Linked DNA regions of Mus musculus: region 2 is linked to region 1. The links are chromatin contacts, called in public promoter capture Hi-C maps. All regions are on one chromosome and are shown on one strand. The core of a region is the stretch at or near the end of the contact, and the rest is flanking DNA. Distances in the headings are between cores, read along the strand shown. Region 1 holds the start of Slco1a4 (solute carrier organic anion transporter family, member 1a4). Region 2 overlaps Gm6614 (predicted gene 6614).

The links. Promoter capture Hi-C pulls out the DNA fragments that hold promoters and counts their contacts.
Region 2: a contact with region 1 is called in a promoter capture Hi-C map of liver. The contact joins the enhancer-like site here to the promoter of Slco1a4 in region 1. A contact is called at or near these places in 9 of 39 promoter capture datasets (3T3-L1-derived adipocytes, cranial neural crest, embryonic stem cells and 4 more), 2 of 484 Hi-C or Micro-C datasets (cerebral cortex and liver) and 3 of 9 other capture datasets (adipose tissue, liver and pancreatic islet).

The regions. Positions count from the first base shown.
Region 1 is chr6:141,854,811-141,857,551 of GRCm38.p6, forward strand. It overlaps Slco1a4 (solute carrier organic anion transporter family, member 1a4), which reads right to left and starts at 1,410. Exons shown (of 16, transcript NM_001355577.1): 1 at 1,314-1,410; 2 at 403-479.
Region 2 is chr6:141,991,355-141,994,095 of GRCm38.p6, forward strand. Gm6614 (predicted gene 6614) reads right to left here. Exons shown (of 14, transcript NM_001081318.1): 5 at 2,284-2,382; 6 at 988-1,209. Among named protein-coding and RNA genes, the nearest start is that of Gm6614, 16 kb to the right of the region's middle. Within about 2 kb of position 1,412, at least 3 of the 459 cell types and tissues checked have an H3K27ac peak or open chromatin away from gene starts, as enhancers often do. A contact at or near this core is called in liver, where this site is marked.

The DNA of each region.
Region 1 (2,741 bases), core at 160-2,659:
AAAACTTCAAGTCCACTTAACTTCCTGAGAGGAGCTGATACTTATTTTGAAAAGAATGTTAGAAAGGGGAAGGTTTCCATTAGAGAGCAAAGTCATGATCCAAATCTACTTTGAATATAGCTGAAATATTACACTCTCAACTCTCCACACCTGCCTCATTTTGTCATCCATAGAGCAACTTTTCATCAGCCTTTATGCTGTTTCTCCTGAGCCCAGGCTAGTCACCCTACTCATCAGTAAGAGCAAACTTACTCCTCTCCCATGTCAAAGCTATCTTCACTTTCTTTAGTAGCTTAAAATATAACTATTCTAAATATCCATTTTCATTTTTTGGACAAGAGAAAGTGGGTCTAGTCCCTAGAAGATTACAGGGTAATTTTTCTACGAGTACTAAATCATTACCTGGTTAGTTTCTATCGCCACCTTGAAGATTCCTTTCAAAACAGTCTTGTTGTCTCAGAAGTTTTACAAACAAGAATCTGTAATATAAATAAATCATACAAAGCCAGGCACTTGAAAACGGATTTAATGTTAGTAAATTATCCTGCACTTTCTTCTAATGTGCCAACCTTTTCTCTGAAAAAATTATATTTTCAGATGCATTTTAAATATGTCTATAGAGGGAAAAAAGGCAAAGAATCGTCTGTTTCATTGACTCAACGAAGCCTGTGTAACTCAATACTGCATCATGCCATATTCCCCTGTAGAGCTCTTTGATCCTAAAGGAGAAATGTGAACAGAGTCAGATAACTACATGAACAGTGTCCTTGGTTAGCACAGGGTTGTTTAAACAATGACTCCTGTTCCCAGGATCACACAGTATCACAGATAAACACAAATCAACCATGAATGCTAATGAAAGCAGGGCATTGCACTTTTAATTAAGCAGTCAGCAATGCAATGTGTTCCCCTCTTTAGCACCCACAGGAGAAATACTGGCCACAAATATAAAGCATTTTGCATTGTTTGTTTTATTTATTAAAGATATATGATGGAACATCTATCGGCTCTACTCTTTTGAGAATGCAGGGTAGCGTTTCTCAGTAGGTAGGTGAGCATCCTAGAAAGCAGAACTCTAGAACTGTGACTTCCTCGCAGAACTGACTCTCTGCACTCACTAAGCAGAAACCCTCAGGAGTTGTCACCCTTTGGTTGGTGGTCCTTAATAACATCGCAGGCACAGGAAAGTACAACTTTGCCCTAAGTGAATAAGCATGCTCATTCACACTCAATATCCACACCCTCACTATCAGAAAATGCGTGCTGTTCATTTCATTTACTCTGCACTATTGAGTTAAGGAAACAAACTTTACCACAGCCAAGTGAGAAGTCCACACATGAAGGAGCCTTAGAAGACGGTCCTCTCCATGCTGAGACTAAAGGAAAGTCAGAGCAGCAAAAGTCCTACGAAAAGCACTTATTTTCAGAATCCTCAAATTGCCTCTAACTGTGAGAGACAGCCTCTTGGGTGCTGTCCAGCTAAAATGCTTTCAACCAATACCAAGCCAAGGAAGGATTTGCCAAGAAAGGACTTAGGGAAATACAATGAATTGTTTAATTCCTAGCAAGTGATTTTATTTTGGTCAGCTCCTTCCAATCAGAAACCAAAGGAGACAATGCTAAATTTCACTTGTTAAGAAGTACACACACACACACACACACACACACACACACACACACACACACACACACACATTTTATTTTCTACATTCCAGGTACCTGAGAAACCTTATCTGATATCAAGAAAATTGCCCATTCATATGGTTTTACCATGCAAAATAATACTGGCACATATAGACCATTTCTTCACCAGCAATCTAGTCAATTTGTCAGTTTAGATGTGTTCTAAATCTAAACTGAGAAGCAGAAGAGGAAATTCAAAATATGAGTTCTGCCTTGAGCAGAGCCAGCTGTTAATGGCACGCCTGTCACTTCTAGTAGCAATCATATGTAGAGAATGAGGAGATAGTTGCAGGAGAAGCCAGTGTTCCACACTTGAGTCACATTTTTGACCTAAGCCTTACCAGGCAGCTTTAGGCTTTCTAATGCAAAGTCCTGTTTGCAATGATTATATTCATTTAATACACAAGTATTTATTAAGCTACTAAATTCTAAGCACAATAGTAGTTGTTAGGAAATTGAAAATGAGTAGTTTGCACTTGTTCTCAAGAGGTCTCAGAAGCTATTGGGAGAATTCGATTATTAAGTGGTAATAATTGCCATCATTCAATCAATTTCAGAGACAAAACCATTCTGATCTTTCATTTGGATTCAGTAAAATTGTTTAACCACGCATGTTTAAAATTACCACAAATTTGAAGATCTACTTGCAACCTATCTGTGTGTGTTTAGACAGACCACTCAGTTCTCTTTCTATACATGAAAACAACATCTATCTTTCTCAAAGTACAAGGAAGGAGATGGAATTCATAACAGATAGGAGAAATATTTAATGTGAGGAAAGTCACAAAGGCTTAGAAGAGTGAGAAAATACGTTAAAGGCTGTATCAGGAAGAGAAAGAGCTGAGATATTCAGGCTGGTGTCCCTGAGGACATAAAGCCACCATTGGAAGCTAGGATGGGCTCAGTTTTTTAATAATTTCCCACAATTCCAGTGTCACACAAATGTTTCCCAGCAACAACAATCTAACAGAGTCTGACGAACAGAGAACATAACAAGCTTAAGCTTTATATGTCGGTCTCTGAGATAGAGAATGAAGAGAGCCTGGGAGAAAATTGAT
Region 2 (2,741 bases), core at 162-2,661, 140 kb after region 1:
AGTATTTCCCCTTTCAGGAGAATTGTTCACATGATCATAATTCTAAGAAGCCTCTGCACTGTCTTCCAGTGTGGCTTGGCTGCTCAGTCATGGTCTCTATTGTTTAATGCAGATATGTGACTATTCAGTGTGCATTAGTGTTAGAGGATATGAGTGATGGAGGAAACAGCAGTATCAGTAACATGCTCTCACAATATTCTGTAACAGAACATCACAGGCACCCAATATTATAGCACGTTCTTACCCTCATTTGATAGGTAAAGCATGGGACCCTCACATCTTCCTAATATATACTTTCAGAGTTCCAAAACCCAAGCCACACACCCTACGGTCTCTCTGTCTCTGATCTTTTGAGAACACTACACAGTTCTCAACACATACAAATGTGAAAGCAGTGTCAAGTTTTAAGAATGTGCAGTGCTGAACATTCCACTGTCCGAACTTAGTTTCTCACAGAAGCATCTCTACTCGACATCATTATTCCATAACATGCCTGCTTGATGTAAAACAGTCTGTTCTAAGGGAATAATTCTCCTGTAACCTATCACAAACCTTCAAATATAGAGGATTACATCACTGGTCATGTTTTCTCTTTAAGCCTTGACTTCAAGGCTCACAACTACACTAACATTTTCCTTATCAAACAGATTCTCCTCTACCACTGTCTATAGCTTAGATATCTGGTTATTCATGTTTTTTCCTTAACATGGACTAATAATTTCTGTAAAATAGGATTGTCAAAACAGATAAGAAAAAATATTTGATTAGTGGGTGTTCAGACTGACTTGAAATTTTCATAAAGAATAATCCAGGGCAAGTCAGGTTCCCTAATATGACAGTTATTTCCAAGTGGTGACTGTGGAAGACATTTAACACAATTAAATACTGATGATTACTGACAAGCTGTCTTATTTCAGCACAAGCGTCAAGTGCCCACTGACCACAGACCCATCTAAACCAAGCAGAGTTTAAAGTTTCCACGTTTGCCTTTAGTGATTCCTCGGTTTTCCTCCTTGGCCTTTTCTCTGTGCTTCTCCTCTTTGTCATTTTCAGTTCCATCCCCATTATCCTGTAATCCTTCCTCTGGGAGTGTTTTTGGAAAGAAGAAAAAGGGGATGCTGGTCAGGACATTCACTCCTGCACAGACCAAAAAGCCAATCCACCAAGCACCGACCCAGCGTGTATCAGTGGGAGTTATGGTCAGGTCATCTGTAAAGAAATACAGATATCGCATTAGCTTACATCATTCTTTCCTGTGTGAACTGTAGAAAATTATTGATATTCATAATCATTCATAAACTATTCACAATTTGTTCTTGTTCCTTTTTTTGTTTATTTGTTTTTTTGGACTTGTGCACTCTGCTCACTGTTCTGGAAACCATAAAGCATTCAAATCAATAATTGATTTCTACCCTGATTTTGAAACCACCCTGCTTGGCTAATTCAGACATTTAGAAAAAGTGTCTGAGGTTGATCAATAGGGTAAAGTTAAAATTAAATAAGAAAGTGCTACATTGGCTATTATTGAAACATACATTTCCAAAAGAAAGAAACAGTATTTATTTGAGACCTATTTAAGGAATAGCTTTACTCTGATGTAGTCATGTCTCAAAACATCAGAGCAGGTGAGGAAAGGACTGCAGAGACAGTTCAGTGGCTAAATGTTATTGTTGCTCTTGCAGAAATTATGAGTTTTATTCTCAGAACCCACATGGAAACTCACCACTGCCTATTACTCTGATGTTAGTAGGTCTGAGATCCTCTTCTGACCTCAGCAAACACCCCCTCATACAGTGAACCACCCAGTCACATCCGCACATACACATATACATAAATAAAGATAATGAAATGAAATACATGGTATCCACTTTTTAAATATATTTTGTGTATTTATTTTTGAAGATACTAATTTTATATAATGCTGTGTGATGACATATTTGAAAGCACTACATCTCTATTTCTGCCTGTCATGTGCAACCTTTATAGTTGGGTGTTCATCATATAGCTAAAAGGACTCTTATGTTATGAGCAGTGAGTCCTCATTGAGTAAAACTTATGTGAGTAAATCTTTTGAAATGAAAGATGTGGCTGAAATATAATGAAATAATGGAAACTCTCTAATCAGAAGGAGGCAATTCACCCTTATCTCTCCTCCTCTTATGTCTGCCATCTGTAAGTGGTGATAATTTACCTAACTGAGGATCAAAGGAGGCAGTGCTAAAACATTCCTGAGCATTCTCCCATATCCAGGACTGGTTGTATAAATAAAACACACTGTGTTACCTGTATTCACAGACCCTGTGTCTACATAAATGCTTGCACAGAAGGATCCCAACAAAAGTCCAATTACTGGGCCAAACATCTTTCCTGTTTCTAAAATCCCTGAAAGTGAACAAAGACAGGACATTACATAATCACACAAAGAATGTTGTTTGCACACACACACACACACACACACACACACACACACACACAGGCCTTGACATTGAACTGTTTTAAGTCTTAGATGACTTTTCCTTCACTTGCAGAGCTGTGTATCAAATCCAAGAGGCTAGGACAGTACTCTACCATTTAGCTACATACCCTCCTACCTCAAATATTTTTATATATTCGACATGTAAAAATGAACCTTGGTATCTATGAAGCATGTAGATATACATATACTTATGTATGTTATACAAACATACATTGGTTTCTTTAAACATTGAAAATGAAGCTTCCATTGTTTGAACAATTTTATA